Regions from separate parts of the Gossypium hirsutum genome. Here region 2 is linked to region 1. Evidence: chromatin contacts called from public Hi-C data. All regions are on one chromosome and are shown on one strand. Each heading gives the region's core, a stretch centred on a gene start, on an enhancer-like site or on the middle of the called end of the contact. The rest is flanking DNA. Distances are from core to core; before and after follow the strand shown.

The links. A called contact is a pair of places that touch in the nucleus more often than the background predicts.
Region 2: a Hi-C map of leaf shows a contact between it and region 1, with 1.9 times the contacts expected there. The contact joins the promoter of LOC107888792 here to the enhancer-like site in region 1. A contact is called at or near these places in 2 of 34 Hi-C or Micro-C datasets (both in leaf).

The regions. Positions count from the first base shown.
Region 1 is chrA09:46,265,036-46,270,583 of Gossypium_hirsutum_v2.1, reverse strand. No RefSeq gene overlaps it. Among protein-coding and RNA genes, the nearest start is that of LOC107888779, 41 kb to the right of the region's middle. Within about 2 kb of position 2,208, at least 7 of the 9 cell types and tissues checked have an H3K27ac peak or open chromatin away from gene starts, as enhancers often do. A contact at or near this core is called in leaf, where this site is marked.
Region 2 is chrA09:46,753,722-46,759,269 of Gossypium_hirsutum_v2.1, reverse strand. It overlaps LOC107888792, which reads left to right and starts at 2,181. Exons shown (of 3, transcript XM_016813010.2): 1 at 2,181-2,957; 2 at 3,892-4,454; 3 at 5,016-5,373. The coding sequence starts at 2,868. The coding sequence ends at 5,103.

The DNA of each region.
Region 1 (5,548 bases), core at 959-3,458:
TGAAGTTTAGCAAAAAAATAGCCATTCTCAATATCCATTAGATGGAATGACTTTGTTGGGATACCATAAACTACTAATCTGATTAAAAAAGGTAGCGTAACCAATATTCCGACCCAACAAATTCAGCACCACCATTGTCTCCATATCCTTGAACAGGATCTATTGAATATGTTCTGCTAATTCTATAGTCGGGATACCATTAACCATAGTCTTTTTAACATCACCTTCAAGGAAATCAAATTTGTTAGCACTATCATTTCCAGCAGATTGAAGCCTTTCACCTTGCTTATAAGCCTCTTTTCCAAGCAGCATATGTTTCCAAGAGACCTTTGATGGCGAATCCAAGCCCTCTATCATTTCAACATCCCCATCACCATCGCTTTCTTTAGATTTGACTTTTTTCATTTCTCAATCATCGGTCGACCAAGATTCAAAGACACTAGCAATTTCCAGAGAAGAATCCATCGTCTATATCATTTTAAATAGAATTAGATACATCATATATCAAACTAAAGAAAATAATTTTTAAGTTCATCTATTAATAAATAATATATGTTTAAGTATATAAATTATCTATTACTTTTTAAATGTGTTTGATAAACCATTCAAAAATTTTCATTTAATTTTTTAAATGTGTTTAATAATCATTTTAATATTTTACTTAATATAAAATTTCCAACAAAAAAGTGTTGAAGGGTCTGTTTGATTAACCACTGAAAAAATTTTCATTAACTGAAAATTAATATTTTCAATAATTTAATTTTTTAAATACGTTTAATAATTACAAATAAAAACTATTTGCTAGATTTATTCAATAAAAAAATGTTGAAAATAATAAGTAGATAAGAACAACTTATCACTTAATAAAGAATATGTTAAGTTGAATAATTTTATTTATTTATATTGAAGACTATATTATCCTTTAATTATTTTGAATAGCATCTTATCAACTAAATGGTCATTTAAATTAATTATTTTGTTTAAGATATTAAACTTGAATTTTACATTGTTCTTGATTTAATATTTATTTTTTAGATTTACGATATTTATATTTTTAAGAATATAATTCAAAAATTATATATATTTATTAAGAATATACTTTATTCCAAATTTTTAATATGTATAAAATGTTAATTTAGAATTGAAATTTGCTTAAAATAATATTAAATATTCAAAATATGAGGACACAAATGTAAAATAAAAAACTTTCATAATTTTAAATTTAAAATTTATCAAATAGTCTAATTATACTCAATGTTTAATTTTAAATAACATGTCAAACAAATTTCATAATTCAAATTCATCACGTAACTTTTCAGCACTTATGGCACGTTTGGTTCATTGGAATGTAATAAAGCTGTAATAAAATGGTTATTTTGTAATAATGGAATATGATTGTAATAGAATTGAATATGCAGTGGTTTAGTTGGATGTAATGGAATATAATTGTAATAAATTAAATTTATTTATTTATAACTTTCTCCTAGAACATTCTCTACTCCTAGAAGAGTGTAGAAAAAAACCCAGAAAAAATGTTGAAACCAAGCAATTAATAAAAAAAGAAATGTATTTTTTTTTAAAAAGATCAACATATAAGAGTAAAAGACATGTCATCCTTCTACTACTAATGAGGCTGATCATTTTAATTTAGAAAAAAGAATAAAGCCTTTCATGGTCGATGAAATTGAGATTTTGGGACTTTGGTAGTCCTTCAACCGAAGTGAGATAAGCAACCATAGAAAGACCAGAGAAAACTCTTGAGACCTTTTATTGGCTTAATCTTCAACCTAAAAGCTTATGAAAATTGATTTTTTTTCAGATTTTGGCACCAGTCGCTGCCTTCTTCCACCTTCATAGTATCAAAACATCCTAAAATTTCTCCCAAATGTTCTTTTTTTTATTCCTTTTCTTGTGAACAACCAGAATATAACAGATCTAAGAAAGCAAACCACTATTTCCTTCTTCTTAGCGTCCTCCATTGCCCCAACTTCTGGCCATATCCAGAACTCTCTTTTTTCTGTTTCTGTTCTATTTTTGCTTTAGATTTCGATAACAGTTGGATAATGCTAAACTTCTATTTGGAAATTAGTGAAATCTTGAAGGGTATTTTGGGAATATATCATCTTTGATAGCGTTGAATGGCTCTTCTTTGGGTGGAGGTCGGAATACAAATCATTAAATAGAGCCTAAATTCTATTCTATTGAATAGTAGATCCCACGAACCAAATGAAGGAATAAGAAATACAGCTGAATCATGTGCTATTCGGTTGGCTATTACAGCCAACCAAACATACTTTTAAATTTTCATTTCTTAATTTCAGTTTACCAGACAACACCTAAGATAAGTAGGTAGGTAACTACTTATCACTTTAATATATAAAATACTAAGTTGATTTTATTTTATTAAGAAGTTGATATAAATTATCTTTCTTAAAAAAAATTAGATATTCAAATTAACATATTTATTTTTCATACAAAATTATCCAAAATAATATAAAATATTATATTAATAAGATTAGAATTAAAAAATAAATACTATTTTAGAAATTAATATTTATTTTTATCAAACAACATAATTATATTTACTAATTTAACAAACAATTTTCTAATATAAATTCGAAACTTCTAAAATTTAGCAATAAAAATCAGCACTTAAATTTTCAGTTTATCAAACACACCCTTAAATAAAAAAATCATCTAATTAATAAATTCAAATTAAATAATAAAAATGTTCAGATAAATATTAATTAACTTTTACAAATTTTTTATATTATATTTTTTAGAATTAAATGATCCGAATTCTTATTTAAATAAAATACAGTGGTAAAATAAAATAAAGTAAAATCCATATAGAACTACACTTTTTTTATTTTATTTTAGAATAAGATTTTTTAAACCTTATTAAACTCGATCTATTTTATATTCATTAGAATAAGGTGTTTCAATCTTACTAGAATATGGTTTTACAAGCCTATAAATAGACAAAGTTTATTCCTCTTGTAATCATTCGAATTCGACATGGTGAATTTTCTTCTCCTCTACCCGTGGTTTTTTTCCGAAAGGGTTTCCACGTAAAATCTGTGTGTTCTTTATTTTTATTTTATTGTATTTTCACAAATTGGTATCAGAGCTTCTGGGTTGTTCATCTCGGTCACTATAATGGCGTCTTTGAAGAATGAAATTCTGCTATTGGATCGCAACACCAGATTTGCATTGTGGCAGATTAAAATGCAAATAGTTCTTGCGTAGATGAATCTGGAGTATGCCTTGCTAGGGATAGATAAGATGCTTTCGACATTAACAGATGAAGAGAAGAAGTGTAAGGAAAAGAAGCGTAAGGATCGAAAGGCGTTAACACAATTACATCTGTATTTGTCCAATGAAATTTGCAGGATGTGATGAAGTAGAAGACCGTCGTTGCATTATAGAAGAGGCTAGAACAAATATGTATGTCGAAAACTCTAACAAGCAAGTTGCATATGAAGCAGCGTCTTTATGCTCATCGTTTGGAAGAAGGTGCGTCCGTACAAGAACACTTAATAGTATTTAAAGAAATTCTCTGAAACTTGGAGGCCATGGAGGTTCAGTATGATAAGGAAGATCTAAGGTTGATTCTACTTTGTTCATTGCCCTCGTCTCATTCAACCTTTAGAGACACGATTTTATATAGCTGTAATTCTCTTACAGTTGATAAGGTTTATGATTTTTTGACCTCATATGATAAGATGAAACATCTTGTGGTTAAACCTGACTCTCAGGGAGAGGGGGTCTCATTGTTTGTGGAAGACAAGATTAGAATGTTGATGATAATCGTGGAAAGACATAAGAATGGAATCCTTGTGGTAAATCTAACTGTAGATCGAAGTCTTCAAACAGAGGTAAAACTTGTAACTTCTGCAAGAAGAAAAAGCACATTAAATCAGAGTGATATAAGCTACAGAACAAGATTAAAAGAGAGGTTGAGAATTAAAAGGGAAAATAACTAGAAAATTTCGGTGACGCTGATGTTGTAGAAGACTACAGTGATAATGACCTTCTAGTCACTTCTATCAACAATTCTAAAGTAAGCGAGGAGTGGATACTTGATTCAGGCTGCACCTTCCATATGAGTCCCAATCGGGATTGGTTTACAACTTACGAAACAGTGTCTAAAGGTGTTATTTTGATGGGAAATAATGTTTCGTGTAAAATTACAGGTGTTGGAACAATTAAAGTTAAGATGTTTGATAGAGTTGTCAGAACACTTAGTGATGTCATGTTCTAGAATTAATCATTGAGTACTCTTGATTCAAAAGAGTACATATACACAGTTGAAAGTAGGGTTTTAAATATTTCCAAAGGTTCCCTTGTTGTGATGAAAGGGTAGAGAAAGACTACCAAGTTATATATTTTGCAGGGTTCTATTGTTATTGGTGATGCCGCTGTCATTTCCTCTTCCTTGTCAAATGATGATATTACTAAATTGTGCCATATGCACCTAGGGCATATGAGTGAGAATGGCATGTCAGAATTGTGCAAAAGAGGACTTCTTGATGGGTAAGAAATTCGCAAACTGAAGTTTTTTGAGCACTGCGTTTTTGGGAAGAAAAAGAGAGTTCAATTCACTAGAGGAATCCATAACACAAAGGGAACGTTGGAGTATATTCATTCTGATCTGTGGGGGCCATCCAGAATGCCTTCGAGAGGTGGAGCTAATTATAAGCTAGCTTTTGTTAATGATTTTTCCAGAAAATTTGGGCGTTCTTTATAAAGTAAAAAAATGATGTGTTTTCCGTATATAAGTATTGGAAAATTATGATTGAAAAATAGGCGAGAAAACAAATAAAATACCTCCGCATAGACAATGGCTTAGAGTTCTGTTCCTATGAGTTTAATAGACTGTACAAGTCAGAAGGGATCGTGAGACACTTGACAGTTTGTCATACTCCACAGCAAAATGGTGTTGCAGAACGAATGAACAAAATGATCATGGAGAAGGTTCGATGTATGTTGTCAAATGTCAACTTACCAAAGTCGTTTTGGGTAGAAGCAGCCTCTACTGCATGTTTTTTAATCAACTGATCTCAATCTGTTGCCATTGAGAAAAAGACTCTACAAGAGGTATGGTCTAGTAATCCTGCTAATTATTCTGATTTAAAGATCTTTGGGTGTCCTGCTTATACTGATGTTGATGATGGAAAATTGGAACCGAGATCTATTAAATGTGTTTTTCTAGGGTATAAAGTTGGTGTAAAAGGGTATCAGTTATGGTGTCTTAAAAATAGAAAAATTGTGATTAGCAGAGATGTTGTTTTTGATGAAACTGCTATGCTACCTAAGTTATCTATTAAAGATTCTTCCAATAAAAAAAATCAAAAGTAGGTGGAGCATCAAATTAACACAGAGTCGACTCCTCAAGCTAGTACAAAAATTGAGAATAAAGTTGTTTTTTCACCATAATACTCTATCGCTAAAAATAGAACTAGAAAAAAATTTAACCTCCAAAGAAGTATGCTGAGGCTGATCTAGTTGCTTATGCTTTAAATGTGGCTAAAGATATAAATGCAAA
Region 2 (5,548 bases), core at 932-3,431, 490 kb before region 1:
TTGTTGCACAAGGATGCACTGGTTTTTGATCAAGTAGCATGCCAACATGGCCAGAAAGGTAATCAAAGGACACGCATCGAGGCCTTATGAGTAGCCTAAAAAACTAGGTATAAATACTCTCTACATGCTATTGCCGATTATTTCCTCTTACATTAGGATACACCCCTCGTTGATTTAAGCATCTCAAAGCATAGCTTCGATGGTCGTAGTTAATGTTCATCTTGTAAGAACTTTTACCTTCTATGCCTAAGTCTTCTTCAAAGGACTCCAATAAGCTCGATTCATTACTAGAAAGACATGGTCAATACTAAAACTGGTCCCATTAAAAATATGAGTTATGGTAAAATAACTTGGGAATAATAATAGATGAGTAAAAATAATATAGATGTGATGTATTCATATGACTAAGACAACACATAAGTCCTACACTAATAAAGACTAAATCTTCTTTGATTCAGTCTCACTTAAATATATGCCTCTCAAGCCCACTCAAATTATATGTTGAATGATGATACATGTTGATATCTCTTTAAAAGTTGTTTCAAAGTTTTTGTTTTTCTTGAGAAAAGATAGATCCTCCTTAAGAAAGGATTATTCCAACCTAAAAGAAGATAATCTTTTTAAAAGTAATTTTGATTTTAAACAATTAGACAAGATCCGACCGTAGTAGATATGTTATAATATTTTTTCTGCCTTTATCTAGGAGTTTTTTTTGTTTAATTAAATCTTTAATCAAACCCAACCCAAGTTAAAAGGAACAATTTTCAAGCTCGATGCTATCAACCAAATTACCTTTCCATTTAAAACAAATTTAATATTACACATTATACTAATAAAAATCATTATCAAACCAAATTTATTAAATTAAGATAACGTGGTAATAGCTCAAAAAAGAGCTTTAAACAAATAGTTATTAAAGGAGATGGTGTTGCAATTATTAAGAAACGCCAAAATAATTGAACATGACATTCCTAAATATATTAACTCCAACTCTTTTTTGACACATGACCAGATCAGATAATTTGATGTTTGATTTTTTTCACTCTACCTTTTTACTGAAAGCAATTATAATAATTTATGGTTCATTTAATCAAAGGATGAAACTAACTTAAAAAGTTTGGAATTTGTTTATTGGAAAGTATAATGCACTGTTAATTCACGTTATTCGAAATGATTTAGCAGTGGTTAGTAATGTTAATGAAATCAGAATGATTCATAAATGATGTATCAAAATTTAGTAAGTAAATTTTCTGCATTTTATGAAGGACAGTAATAAAGTTGTTTATTGTCTATTTAAGACAATAAGAGATGGAATTGATCAGTTAGTGGTCCTCGTTGATCCACCGTCTTACGTGAGAGACTTGTTGGAGGAGGATATTCATTGGTCATTGCTAGAAGTGGATGCAATACATTAACTTCGCTGGATTTTTAGGCATTTCTTAAGCTTTATTTTCTACCAAAAAAAAATGAAATTTGTTTAATTATTTATATTAAAATAAAAGAAGTTTGACTTACCTGGTATAAAATTATTAATATTTTAATAATTTAACAGTTGTATTTATTGATATAATTATATTTTTCATATATATAAATTTTCGAATTGATTTAATATCTCTATCATATCGATCTAAAATACTTTATATATTGATATATATTCAACAATTATTTTTTTTATAAAACAAATCGTTAGAAAATTTTAATTTACATCAAATTTGATATACATGATTTATATGAATAAAGTGTTAAATCTAATAATAGAATCATTAAGATATTAATTGTGCAAAAAATACAAAAGGATATAAGTGAATCCCTCTTTAAAATAAAATACTATATATGATTATTTTAAACTTAATATTCATATCTATTTTTATAATTTATATTTGAAATTCGTGATTATCCTTTTTAATAATATTATTTATATGATTTAGAGTACATGTATTATATACTTTTATATACCATCACTAATTTATTATTTATTTTGATACCATCATTATAGTTATATTATAGAAGCAATGAGGCCAAATAAGAAGTATATTATAGACAAGCAAGTTAGAAGTCACAACTTGTGTTCTAGTTTAATTAAAATTCCATTTATTTTTTATTTGCTGTCACGTTCTTTGCATTATTGTCCGACATTTTTTTTCCAATAAAAAGAAGCCCCCCAAAAAAGGACGCATTCTTCTATTTCTTTATACAGTTAAAAAAATAGCAGGACACTGTCATGTTCTTTATCATCAGTACTTTTCAGTGAGGTTCATTTTCCCTTTTTTTTTTAATAAAAAAGAACTTGTATTTTTAAATAAAGAATCTAAAATTTAAAATTTAAACTAAATAATAAATTTTTTTATTGTTCAAAATAATATTTATTATGTAATTAAAATTAAAAATTGAATTTAACCCTTTTTTTACACCCCATGGTATCTGAAATCACATTGAGTTTCGAGCCGAGAGTGATTGGTTCAATTGTTAAGATTTCGTTCTTACGGGGACTGCCTCCGGATTATATGCTGTCGAGTTATTTTTCGATGCCAGGTTCATATACGATTCTAGTTGAAGTCGGTAACTTAAATAAAAGTTCTAATTGGAGTCAATATTCTATACAGTAAATGAGTTTTGGAGTTATATATATAAATAAGCAGTGAGTTTTTGAGATCTCTGTCAGTAAAATTAGCTTATAGGGCTTGTAGAAAGGAATAGTGATTTGTTTGATAATTGGCAAATAGTCGATTGCATTTTCTTGTTTGTGTTACCGGCTGAGGATCCTCAAACCTCGCAGAAGAAAGAAGAAAGAGAAGAATCATGGAACAAGATAAGTTGGATTACGTACTGGTTCCATTGGGACTGCTGCTGCTTTCTCTCTATCATCTATGGCTTCTTTGCACCATTATCAAGCATCCTACAAGGACTGTCATCGGCTTAAATGCCCATTCTCGTCACCAATGGGTTGTCTCCATGATGTCTGTCAGTCTCCCTCTCTCTCTCTTCTGCCATTTGTTATTTAGATTAATTCTGAGTAATGGGTTCTTTTCAAAGTTTTGGAATTTCTGTACCTATGGGATCAAAACCTGTTAGGAACATCGTTATATTTGTAGGATGTAGAGTTCTCAACTTTTAAATTGTTCTTTGACTTTAGGGAGTGATGTATTTAACTTTGAAGGTGGCCTGATCTGTTTCGTACAAATACCTTACAATCTTCGGAATGGAAATAATGTAATAACTGTTTAAGTGTAAATCTACTGTTTTGAGTATCACAAAAGCAAGAATAAACGAAAGACACAGTACTTATTATGCTGGTATCTCTCTGAATTTGCTTTCTTGTGGCTGATTTGGGGAGAGCTTGATGAGCCAATGACTAGTTAAACTTTTGGTGTATTTCCTTCCTTTTGGCTCAATTGGTTAATTGATACTTTCAATATACTTGCTACTAGAGGTTGAAAAGTTAATAAAAGTCAAAAGAAATGACGAAGAGTTTAATGACTTGAACAAAAAGGAGCGATTACAAATGGTTTGACTGTAACACACATTCAAGTGTAATCATTCCTTATAAAAGTCACATTCAAGTAGTAAAAGTAACTATATTTCTCGTCAATTGCTAAATGTTGATGCTATAGATGCTGTTGTTTCATCAATAGAAAAATAAATAAATATACTTCTGAGCTGCTTGTGAGATTGCAGAAACAGACGGCTCCCAAATCACGACATGCCTTTTTGTTGTCTCTCTTTTAATGAGCTTAACATGATGATTTGTAGTTCTTTTATTAAAAGACTGTAGCATCCTTCGCTGGTCTGAATTTGATAAATCCAGAACACATTACAATATGGAAACTTTTTCTGTTTCCATAGAATGCCAGTGTGCTTGTACTAAGCATGATATTGTCGTTGATGTTTCAGGATCCGTTGAAAAATGGTGTTCTAGCAGTACAAACAATACGCAACAACATAATGGCGTCGACACTTTTGGCCACGATAGCAATCACTCTCAGTTCACTGATTAGTGTTTTCGTTAGCAGCAGCTCAGACTCTGGCAACACAAGCTCCGAAATAGTTTTTGGGAACAAGACTCGGCTACTGTCTTCCATCAAGTATTTTTCCATCTTGTTGTGTTTCCTTGTTGCTTTTCTTTGCAATGTGCAGTCTATTAGATACTACGCCCATGTAAGCTTCTTGGTCACGCTCTCTTCACCCATAGACGACATGGAGACAGTTGAGTATGTTGCAAGAAACTTAAACAGAGGAAGTTATTTCTGGTCACTTGGACTGCGAGCCTTCTACTTATCCTTCTCTCTATTGCTATGGATCTTTGGGCCTATACCCATGTTTCTTTGCAGCTGCATGATGTCTTTCCTTCTCTATTTCTTGGACACAACAAGCAGTTTCACACGTCAACTTCATCGCCACTCGTTCAATGAGAATTCGTTGAAAGCTGATGATCTCGAATCTGTTAGTCTATTATCGTAAGTGCTTTCGATCTTTTCTTCTAAATTTAATCAAAGCTATGGCATTTTCAAGAAGGCTTTGTTTCATGCACATGATTAAGATCTTAGTGACTTATCCCAGAAATATGTTCAAGTCTTCTCTCTAGGATCAATTTCCTCGTTGATCCAGAAATTTTATTGGTGGATTCTTGCTAATAATTATTGATATTCATGCTGGAATTGTATTCTTTTTTTCTCTTGAATGGGATGACAGGGTTTGAAACTGTGTCATCTAAGTGCCGGGATAAGAACTTTAACCACTGTTTCATATAAGTCTTGGCGTCTATATATATATATATATGAAAAGAAAATATTACCTTGTTAGGAGAGTGGGGAGTAAAATGAATGTATAATATGCATAGTAAAGTATGCTACTACTATAGTGTTTAGAAATTGGTGATGCTATATGCAAGTGATCCTTAGGACAATTAATATATAGGAAACTTAAGGATACCCCTTGGACTTTGTTTACTCACCCTTGTGTATAGCTTTTACTATTTTATGTTTATGTAAAGTGAGAAGTATGTTGGGCATCCGCAGGGAGAAATATTCTGTGGAAGAAATGAACTTTCATTGCCCTCTACTACATGCTGACTCCAATTCTTCCACAACCTCAAATCACTGCTAACTCCAAGATTTAATGGTAATTCTACTCCCAACATTTTTAGGTAAAATATGAGAAATTTTAAATTTTCAAGAAGAAGAAGAAGAAGAATATTAGGATAACTATTTATTTTATTAGAAGATATGAATGTTTTTATTTTAACTTTGGCATTTTTATTTATTTCTATTGACTTTGCCCAGATAGTTTATGTTGTGTATTATCTTAAATTTACACATACAACTTATTGATGTAAGAAGGGTTTGAGAATTTAATGCAATCAACGGTGAACAAAAATAAAGGAATTTTATATCTTTGTAAAAAAAATTCAAAAAATTTTGGGTTGATTATTTGTTTGTGTTAAATTATAGATTAAAAGTTTGAAGATTAAAATATGCTTTAAGTCATTATATACTTTGTACACTTAGAATTTAGTCTCCTATTTTTATTTTCAAGAATTCAAATTTAAAAA